Linked DNA regions of Rattus norvegicus: region 1 is linked to region 2. The links are chromatin contacts, called in public Hi-C maps. All regions are on one chromosome and are shown on one strand. Each heading gives the region's core, a stretch centred on a gene start, on an enhancer-like site or on the middle of the called end of the contact. The rest is flanking DNA. Distances are from core to core; before and after follow the strand shown. Region 1 overlaps Fryl (FRY like transcription coactivator). Region 2 holds the start of Ociad1 (OCIA domain containing 1).

Region 1 (5,457 bases), core at 719-3,218, 170 kb before region 2:
ACAATTTTGGTTCTGGAGGGGTGGATGCATCGGGCACCACACAACAGCCACCGTTTATTCCAGTGGCTAGCTCATGAAATTGTATCTTCTTGTCACGTCTTACCACAAAATCACATTGAAATGGGAGATCTCATGAAGCTGACTCCTTTCAACGGTGACTGTGGTCATTTCCTCACAGTGACATACTGGGTAAAACACAGCAGAAGGAGTGCAAACCCGCCCTCCCCTCCCCAGTATGAAAAGCCGAGTGCCATGGGCCTTGCTCAGGGTACCACTGGCATCTCACGAGCTGCTGTACATTTCAAGGTGCCCAGCGTCTGCCTACAGGTGAAAGCCCCTCTCACCCAGCTCGTTGCCTCAGTGAACCTCTAAAACTCAGTGTAAGACCCAAAGTATCCCGAACCTTCTAAATGCCAGTGTGCTGGTGAAACGCCATTCTGTTGGGACACTCAAAAGCCCTATAACAACATCAGAGCCTAAGCCTTCGTTACCGCACCCTGTCCTTTTGAATGTGTGTGTTCATGGAGCTTGGATGTGAAGGCTGGGGTATATCTGCCTTATTTTTAATTATCATTATTGTGTGGTGTGTGTGCTTGGTGTATGGGGAGGGGGGCACCTGCTTGTGTGAGATCGCTTCTCAATCCTTTGTCCGACCAATCAATCAACCTAGAAGCATCCATTCTACTAGACTGACAGGCCCATGAGCTCCGGGGCTTCTGCCGCATACCCATGGTACGGGGCTCGGGGTATAGGTGCTTGGCCTATACTGAGTAAGGACTCAGTTTTTCGATGGATCCTGGGCATCTGAACTCAGGTCCTCGAGGCCACACAGCAGGCCTTTGCCCACTGAGCCACCTACCCAGTCCCTCTGTCTGCTTTTCCTTAATATATTTTTAAAATCTTGAGTCAGTTTTGTTCCATTGGTGAATTAATGCTATTTGATTTCATTTTTAGATTAAATCAATTTTTATACTAACTTGTTATGAGGAAAACTTTAGTTTGAAAAGAGACTGGTCAATTTTTACCTAATCTCACATGGTAAAAATAATAACTTCTTATTATTAAAAGGAGAACTTGCAAATTTAAAAACAAAGGAACTAACGCATGGCGGTCACTGCGGCACTGTAACTGAGGGCTTTTCTTCATCTGTGACGAACATGAAGACAGCGGTGAACACTACCTGGGAATCTCCCATGAACCACACACTACTGAGTCCAGATCTCGTGATGGGACTGAAGTATATTATGCATAGCCTTTTACACAGAGGACAAAGGACCAGTGGAGAGCAGCCCAGCTGAGTTCCCCAGCAAACAAGACAGACAGCTGGGACATTAGTATGTGCCTTGGCCACCGCCCAACAATGACAATGATCAGCTGGCTCAGAGATTACTGAATCCTTCATGCATGGGGAAGTAGTACTGAGTGCATAACCATCACCTAGGGAGGGACCATTTACACTGTAAGGGCAGGGACTAAGTCACGCGAGTAGTTAGTCCTCTTCAACAGTGAGCTCGGAGTACGATACTCTGGTACCTCATGCAGGACGGAGTCACAGCCTAACGAGGACATATTATGCATGATAGAAACAAAGGTCCTAGCAAATCCAAGACACTGTAAGTCAGTTACTCGGAGATCTGTGAGGCTCTATGGCATTTTCACATAAATCAGGTTACTTTGCCCCCATATTTTAGAAATCTTTACTGATTTTTAAAAATTTTATTTCTATAGGTTTAGAGAAACTAATTTAAGAAACAAAAACAACTTTGCCTTTTTTGTGAAGAGTCCCCACAAAGAGTTTTGGAAGAGGCTTATACATGTCCTCAGTGTCGTGCTGTTTGATTGGGTGCATCTGAACTCTGGGATGAGGTGACATTAAAGGATGAGGGAGGGCACTGCTGGGAGGAACGGTGTGGGAGCAGAACCCGGGTCCTCACCAGAGGCAGCGCCCTGTCTCACACCCGAGGCCCCTGAGTCAGTCAGCAAGGCCTTGGGCAGAGATCTCGACCAAAAACAAGCCCACTAGAAAAACTTCTAAAAGGCTTATATGTCTTGGTACTGATGCTGTCCTGTGTTAAGAAGCTGTGTGGATTATAGAAGCTGAGGCAGGAGGCTTGCAACTCTGAGAAAAGGGAGGGAGATGGCAGATACTGTCAGGGGAGGATACCCTGCCCCCTAGGTGGGCTATGGGTTGAAGCTTCTGAAGCCAGTCCAAGTACAGGTGACTTTGGGGCTGGAAAGCCAAAACAACCACCACCACCACCACCACCACCACCACCACCACCACCACCACCACCACCAACAACAACAACAACAACAACAGCAGCAACAGGACAGGGACCAACTGGAGAGTAGCATGAGATGCAAAGGAGAAAAACTACAGTGAGCTAGAATCACAGAGGGCAGTGTCTGGAGGAGAGGCTACAATTTCTCAGTGTGGAGGAAGGGAACCCAGTATAACTTCAATAAGAAGGGAGTGTGTAGCCATTGCTCTAGCACTCGAGAGCTCAGGGTCCTGCCAAGGGAGCACCATGGAGAGTTGAACTGGTGCCCCCCACATCACAGGACCACAGTCGGCATACAAGATTCAGCCACAGGGGACAATCAAGGCCTCCAGAGGCCAGGTCCTTCCTCCCCACAGCTCTCCTGCCCCTGCAACTTTGGTTTTAGCATCCTGGCATCCTGGCTACACTCAAAAATATCAGAGAAACCTAATCTGCCCTGGGAATCAGATTTCCCCTACTAAAAACCCTACAACCACCAAAAAACCTTTACAAAACGCATAGTAAGGCGCCTTTGGCTTTTGAGTAACTCATTTCTCTCTCTTAAGTATTCGTTAGGCCTTTTATTTGCAAATGACGGTCAGTCTGCATACATTGTAAAGACAAACAGATAACCCAAGAATACACAATGCTAACTGAATCGAGCTCCACAGCAGAGCACTTTAGATGTGGCATTTGCTATTCTTTTACATCCCATTCTAGAAACAAAACGGAACTCCTATCCAAATGCATCATGAGGAAAATGTGATTTTTTAAAAACTTTTTTTCTACTTTTCTTCTCTAACCACAGTCCATAGTTGGAAATTTACAGATGACCCTTTAATAACATACAATGTCTTAAAGACTATAAGCATAAAACCTTCGAACTTGTGCAAGCACGTGCACGCACACACACCGCCATTCACTTCAACCAATGCCATTCCCATGCTGTATCTTTACTTCCACCTCATGGAAAGGAAGTGAGCGTAAAAGGATTGAGTAGCCAGGTGACGCGCGGACAGCGGAAAGTCCCTAGTTACCGCCATTCCACTCAGCTGGTTCTTCCTAACAAGATTTACCTTCACACACACACACACACACACACACACACACACACACACACACACACACACACACACACACACACACACACACACACACACACACACACACACACACACACACACACACACACACACACACGGGCAGGCAAGTACAGAGCAGGCAAGGCCCAGGAAGGGGAAAGACGTGGGGCTGAATTAGGTGGTCTGGTCACCGAGTGGGCCAGAATCTCAGATAGCGTCCTCAATGACGACCCGAGACATGAGGGCCTGCAGCACGGCACGGCACGGCACGGCACGGCACGGGAGGCAGTGGGGATTCGGCTTGGAGGCAGAGACACTCACCTGCTTTAGAACTTCTACCAAGACTAAACAGAAAATGAAGTCTACAGCTAAGTCCCGCCGCTCCAGGAGGTAATCTCTCTCACGGTGCTGCTCGTCTCTGCAACAAGAACCCAAAAGGAGAACTGTATTGAGACTCAGCGTCCCAAGTGACGGCTGTAGCGTGCTTGGCTCGTGTGCTGTGCCGTGTTCCTCCTCAGCACGTGTGAGTGTGAGTGTGAGTAAGTGGGACGAGTGAGTGAGGAGTGGAGTGGGGGTACTCAGCACCAACTGGGATGGGGACTTCGCTTCAGCACCCGCTGCATGCCTGGCGCGTTCTGCTGTTTTTAGACGCTGCTATTTCTATACACAGCATACACTTCACTGTTCATCTACTAGAAAGAAGCCTGATGTAGAAGAATTGGCAAGAGAAAGAAGAATACTTCAATTTCCCTCTAGAAAACATAGCGTGGCTACATAACTCATTGGTAGTTTAAAAAAAATTCCGCGAACTAAGCAAACGCAGCGTGGGGTAACTTTCTCACACCTAAGGTGGGAACTCTGCATATGATACACCGTGTCTATAGAACTAAGCCACTAAGCCTCAAACAATCGCCTATGATAGATACCCTCAACTGATAAGGTAGATTGTTAAAGTTTGAGCATGAACTCTCATTCTTATGCATTCTTACCACCCCCCAGGGCATAAATTTACCTACCTTGTCTCTAAACAAAGCAGTCCGTGCTCGGTAGCTGAGTGACACAATCTCGGCTTGATAACAATATCACCCCATCTCCTGCAAGTGCCTCACATCCCAGAAAGATGGTTGGCTAGGCCACTTACCCCTTAGACTTTGTGCTAGACCTCGGCCTGTACCCGTAGGATTCATCGTCAGTCCCGTTCTGGCGTCGGTACCAGTCAAACAAGGTTCGGAGTAAGGAAGGGAGACAGTGCTCGGCTACGGAGCTCATAGAGCTTATCAACTGGAAGGCAAGAGGCCGAGTATAACAGGAGAAACGGCAGTGACCTCCCCACTCCACGAGCCACCCCAGGGAAACGCAGAGAGATGATCAATGAGAAAAAAAAAAGTGTCTGAGAGCTAAGGGATGGGCCAAGGCTTGGGCCGTGGCATGGAATAAAGTCAGCTTGAGCTTTAGCCTCAATCAGATGCCGTCCCAAACCTTCACCTTAGTTGGTAGCTTGTGATCTCCCGGCACCCACTAGCCACTCGGCTGTGTGACACCAAGTTTGTCTGCTACACCCGATTACATCCGTGGCTATCTCTGAAGAGCAGTGAGCTATGTGGGTGAACCTCTGGGTTTTGGTTTGTTTTTTTTTCCATAAGCGTCCTACTGACACCTTCTTCAAATCCTCTCTATTCCTGCCCCGCCAGCTTGTCAATGCTTCTATGAACAAGATTCCAGAGCACTACCAAGTTTCTGATGGAGAAGATTCCCTACAGACAAAGAGGAGGATGGAGGGAAAGGCTCCATCCACCATGTTTCTCTATGATACAGGGGAACTGTAGTTACTCTGTTATCCACATGGTGGAGCCATGTCGAAAACAAACTTTTAATGACACAGGGATGGTATATTGAAGTGATCCTTGATGCTGTCTGGACGCATGGGTTCACATCTGCAGTGTCCCTGAGGGCTGTGTGTCCGGCTGAGGGCTGTGTGTCTGTCTAGCAGGTGCTGGTATTGGAGATTTCGGATTTTTGAGAGGTGGAGCCTGGCAGGAAGTGGGTCACCTGGTGGGGCGGTCCCTTGAAAGGAATGCTGGGAGTCTAGGTCACTCCGGTTTCTCCCTGCTTAT
Region 2 (5,737 bases), core at 1,098-3,597:
ATGGGCAGCTTGCCAGCCATGCCTCGTAATAATACGTTTTTGTCCCAAGCATATACACCCAGTTACGTATCATCTTTGAGGAAAGGATATGCCTCTGAGATCTTGCCACTTATGGGGGGAGTGTCTGTGAAAACGATCTTATGAGGGTCTCCAATGGGTACACCACAGCTGCTGTGGTCTCAAGGATGGAATCCAAGGCTTTCACGCACAGAGGTCCACATCGGTATTGCTTCAACTTAACCTAAGAAGCATGACTTCTGGTGATCTCCACATTCATGGTGTCTAAGACAGTTAACATATCCTATAGCCTTTCTCCATTAAATGGGCATCGGCTTCCAGGAAGACTTTGGAGCTCGCCTGAGTTGTGTTTGGATTTTTCCGTTGTATCCTTTAGCTCCCCGAATCTTTAACCAAGCCAAAACCAAGCAAAGCAAAACAAAGCACAACAAGACAACAACAAAAACGAAAGAGCAATATTGATTGCCTAGTGGCTGGAAAACTTGTGGACAAGAGAACACATTCCTAACAGTGTACAGGGATCGTACATTCGATCCTCCCGAGAAAACATAAAGAATAGAATAAATCTGGATTCTGGGAGACTAGTGTTATTAGTAGGGCAAATAAAAAAAATAGATTCTTCATTAGCATAAAGCTTACTCAGAATGACTGCTGATTCCTTTCTTTCTTTTCTCCCTCTGCAGGAAAGAGAACATTCAAATTTTACTATAGGCTGAAGGCATGGAAATATTGGACTTCTGTCTTCTAATTTCCTTTTATATGTTTTTATATTATAAAAATATACCCAACATATTCATTAAAGGATTTAATATTGTTGACTTTATACTATATGAGAATCAATTTGATGCTAGAAAAGTATGGTTCTTTTCTTTCACGGACCTTTTATTTCTGTGAGGGGGTGGGGAAAGATAGAGACAGGACACACAAATAATTGTTTTAGGTCACAGAAAATGCTATGAAAAGAAAAAGCAAGACAACACACAAGGTGACTAGAGTGTCACTTTAATTGGGCAGGGAGGAAAGCATCTTGGATGTGGTAACATCAACATACCTTGAGGGGAAAAAAGAAACTTCGAAGGTCCTAGACTCAGAATAACTCACCACAGGAAAACGAACATTTATACCGATTGTCTTAGAACATGTGAGAGTACAAATACTTGTAAAGCTGTTCAATATGACCTCAGTGAGAGAAAGAAACGGTGACAACAAAATACCACAATAGCCAGAGCTACCATTCGGTGCTAGAAGTTCATGAACACCGAGGAACAGGACTATCTGGTGCAGTTCAGGTTTCACAAAGGAAGTGGTACAAGCACAGGGTTTGCAAACAGTGCAATCTACAACTCTGTGCCTGGTCCTGGTCTGGACAGTACAACGGACAGTTGAATGCAAACAAAACAGGGTGTTCCTCATTAGTGTGGGGTTCAAGAAGCATAGAGGCCTAGCCATGACTCTGAATTCATGCTTTACATGACTTTCTCTATTACATATGTGTACAGACAAGTTTGTGGACGCTGTAGAGCCAGTGGGGAAAAAAGTATGAAATAAGGAATGGTGAGAAATCTGACGACTATAGGAGTTCAGAACTAGGGTGGGCTATCGCTGTTCAGAGGGTATCAACGATAAACTTTCAGTAATTGGTTCAGCATACGCACTCAATAAACGTGCCTAGGATCAGTGTAAGGAGTGGCAGCCTGATCTCTGATATGAAAAGCTGGTCTCCTAGCGTTAAAATATAGTTTGCTGTTAATACAGTCTGAAAGAGAGCCTAAACTCCTTTTCAGACTTGTTTTAATCCAAAACTTTCATAGTTTTCACATTATTTCTGTTATTCAGATGAGTAAATTCTGAGTCTCCGCGTTGGAGTGTATCCTGACTCCGGTTTTAGAATCAATCAGACACTAGACTGGAGGTTCTGACAGTTAACTACGCGTTCACGCTTAAAATTCACTACCTAGCCTAGAGGCTTAAAGCATACGATAATTTATGTAGAGCTTAAAATTAGGCAAGTCCAAGGAAAGTCATGGGATAAGGAGGGGACTCGAGGATGGAGGGGGTTCCAAAATGTTTTTGAACAGTCAGTCATAGGAGTATGTCACAAGAGCATCGAACCTAAGGGTGAGCGGAGGGGCAGGCCATAACTCGCGCAGCCGCAGTGCAGCTCTGGAGCGCCGTGGCTGGGAGGAGGGGCGTGGGGCGTGAAAGGAGGCGGAACTAATTGGACGGGGCGTGGCCGACACACGAGTATTGAGAGACTGCCCAGCGGCAGTGCCCCAGAGCTGTCTAACATCATTTCCTGTCGATGGTACTGCTTCCGGGTCTCGGTCTGCTGGCGCTTGTGTCTAGGTGACATCTTGGCGAGCCCTTTGAAGCTGCCCTCTTTCCCCTCCCCGTTTCCCGCGTTGTCCTCCGTGCCTGTCTTTGGGGTCCTCTCCTGGCCTGTACCCCGGGTCTTGCTCCCCGCGTTGCCGCCTCCTTCGTGAGGTAGGTGTGATGGCGCAGCCAGTTTCAGCTTTCTGCCAGTCTCCCACACTCGCCCGCAGCCGCCATTTTCCTGCCTGGAGGTGTCCGGTCGCACTGCGGGCCTTGGCTCGGCTGCACGGCCGGTGACTCGCACCCGGGACCTGCATGGAGGGGTGGGGAAAGCCGCGGTGGCCGAGGTGGGGTGGCAGGTGCTGGGCAGGAGTGCTGGGGTCTACGGCCCCAGCTTCTCTTGAGCCTTGTCCTTTGTAATTACTAGCTTTGAGCTGTAGTGTTCAGACAGGTCGCACTGCCCTCCAGCCTCCTTGGGGACGATGAGGTTTAATTTTTTTCCAGTAGGGTTTTGCAGTTTAAGAAGCTTCCTCTGAGTGCTTTATCTACCCAGAGTTCAGTTTACCTTTTACGAAACCTTTTTCTCTAAGGGATCTAGGTATGCAGTAGGTGATGATTTTAGTCACTAAACGAATTACAGAAAGATGCTTTGCTGTCGGCAGCGTGTAATTCATGCGGCAATGTGTTTTAACGAAGAAATCCTCCTTATCTGAAATGCTGACGTCTAAGTTCAGAGGAAGATGGATGAATATCAATACATGATCTTGGATTGCTCTGGGGTTTTAAATTTTTATTTATTTAAGTTATTTGAAGATTATTTGGCCTGGTAGGGAAAGTTTGGAAGACTTTGCCGTTAGAGTAGCTACCTGCAGAGAATGTGACGTCATTATTTTTGACTGCTGAGTTATGAGAGACAATGTACTTTTGTTTTCATTGGAAACCTAGAAGTGACTTGAGGGTTTTTTCCCCAATCATTTGGACATAGTTGTGGTTTTTTGTTTTGTTTTGTTTTTTAATCAAGGTACAAAATAATGTGAAATAACCTAGCCTTGGAAGGGAAATTTTGCCTGTTGTTTTTATATACCCGCTTTTCTATTAAAGGGGCGAATGTGAATAATTAGTTCAAATAATATGTTTATGACCCTTTTTCATTCGGTTATTTTCTTATGTAGTTGAAATGTAAAGGTCAGGGCCTGAAGAAAGAATTCAGCAGTTAGGAGCACTGGCTCTTCCCGAGTACCTGGCTTCTGTTCCCAGTACCCACATGTCCTATCACAGTGTCACAACCATCTGCAACTCCAGGTCATGGGGATCCCGTGCCATTCGATCTCCTCAGGCACCAGGCATATCTGTGGCATGCAAGCAGAACACCGTGCATGTAAAATAAGATTAATTTAAGAGTGTTTAATGTTAAGTAAATATTTATTAATTTACAGATAGACCGGTTATGTATATTTATACTGATACTTTGTAATATTTGGTTATAAATGTTTCTGATACAGGAACTATGAATGGGAGGGCAGATTTTCGGGAGCCGAATGCACAAGTGTCAAGACCAATTCCTGGTGACTATCATATTAAGTATTTACAGTTGGTAACCCTTTCTGTGTAGAGAAATTTTAATTGCTTGAGTAATTGAGTAACGGTAGAAATTGGGCTGGTTTTATAGGTGTGATATCCTTATAGTCATACACAGAGCTTAAATGTTCTCTTGTTACAGTCTCCAAATTTCTTATCATCTGAACAAGGGTGGGGGTTCATTTTACATATTTTCATTTAGCACCGTGTCCAGCCTGTCTGACTAGCAGGTAGTAAGAATAAATTTTGTAGGAAATCAAAATTGATTTTTAAAAAGTGACAAGCCAGTTGTCTCATGGTTTTATTATTATTTTTTTAATGTTTTTGTTACTAGTAGACAAAGCTAACTTTTCAGGCTTTTAAGAAAATGACTTCCAATTTTTTTCTAAAAGACATAGGGGGCGGCTACATTCCAACAGAAGAAGAGTGGAGGCTCTTTGCAGAGTGCCATGAAGAGTGCTTCTGGTTCAGATGTGAGTTTTCCTGCTAAGGACTTTAAAGAATATGCATGGGTGTTTTTGTGGTATCTGTGTATGTGCACAGGCATAGAGAAAAACGGGCGGTGAGAAATGGTTTCTCTCTGTAGCCCTGGCTGTCCTGAAACTCGATCTGTAGACTAGGCTGGCCTCAACTTACAGAGACCCTCCTGCCTCTGCCTCCCGAGTGCTGGGATTAAAGGCTTGCCCCACCACCTGGCTCCGTCTTAATTTTTGAGACAGGTTTTTTCACTGAACCTGGAGTTCCACCATTTGGCTAAATTGGCCAGCCAGTGAGCCCTCAGGATCTGCCTGTCTCTGCCTCTCAGTACTGGGGTGCCCAGCCCTGACTCCTTAAATAAATATTAGGGATCAGAACTCAGATCCTGGGGTTTGCAATTCATGCACTTTACCACTGAACCATCTCTCAGCCCTGGTTCATCATTTTTCTAATTAGCATAATTCCATCCAAAACTTTCACTTACAAACTTGACTTAAGTTCACGTTTGAAGTTATAACTTATTATAGACTACATCGGGACACTTTTGGGATAGTGTGGTTATTACTAATAGAGATTCAGGAAATTGAATAGCAATTTTGTCAGTAGCAAAATAGCATGAAAATAATTTAGTAGAGTTGTTAAGTACCCTCACTTTAGAGATGAAAGGACTAAGGTTTAGAGGTATTAAATGTGTCTACTTGTGTTACACAGTCATTGTGCTTTGAAGTCAGGTGTCTGAACCAGACTTGGTTGGGTTTTAACTCTTACATTTAATGACTGTCATAACTAGTGCTGCCTTTGTTGCCTTTCATTGTAGTGAGGAGTTACTCACTACAATTTCGCTTTCTGACTACCAACCCTAAGATCAGAATTTTGTTGTTGCTGTTGTCTTGTCTATTGTAGACCTGGCTGGCCTGGAACTTGGTATGTAGACACATCAGGCCTTAGACATTATGAGGCCCTGGGTTTGGTCTCTAATACCAGGACAGTGGTAGAGGAATTACAAAAAGATCCAAAAAAAAAAGAAAAGAAAAGAAAAGAAAAGAAAAGAAAAGAAAGAAAGAAAGAAAGAAAGAAAGAAAGAAATCAAGCAAATAACCAGTCTCCCAAGGGAACCAGACCAGGCTAGCCTTGAATATGTGATCATTTCACCTGTGCCTACTAGAAGTTTATGTGTGGACCACCATGACCTTTACATATTTAAAATGGTTGGAAGAAAAAGGTCTATTTGATTGCATATGTATGCAAACTACTGGAATTAATATTTTGTGTCCATAAGTAACATTTTATTAGAAAAAGTTCATGCTTTTAATGTTTTGTCCTGAAGTGCTTTTGCCTTAAGATAGCAGTT

Evidence for each region. A called contact is a pair of places that touch in the nucleus more often than the background predicts.
Region 1: a contact with region 2 is called in a Hi-C map of kidney, with 2.3 times the contacts expected there. The contact joins the enhancer-like site here to the promoter of Ociad1 in region 2. A contact is called at or near these places in 7 of 12 Hi-C or Micro-C datasets (the A7r5 cell line, the Rat2 cell line, Schwann cells and 4 more).

The regions. Positions count from the first base shown.
Region 1 is chr14:35,434,207-35,439,663 of GRCr8, reverse strand. It overlaps Fryl (FRY like transcription coactivator), which reads right to left. Exons shown (of 63, transcript NM_001427275.1): 6 at 4,485-4,624; 7 at 3,665-3,761. Among named protein-coding and RNA genes, the nearest start is that of Zar1, 110 kb to the left of the region's middle. Within about 2 kb of position 1,968, at least 32 of the 93 cell types and tissues checked have an H3K27ac peak or open chromatin away from gene starts, as enhancers often do. A contact at or near this core is called in kidney, where this site is marked.
Region 2 is chr14:35,265,884-35,271,620 of GRCr8, reverse strand. It overlaps Ociad1 (OCIA domain containing 1), which reads left to right and starts at 2,347. Exons shown (of 9, transcript NM_001013874.1): 1 at 2,347-2,502; 2 at 3,834-3,896; 3 at 4,302-4,382. The coding sequence starts at 3,839.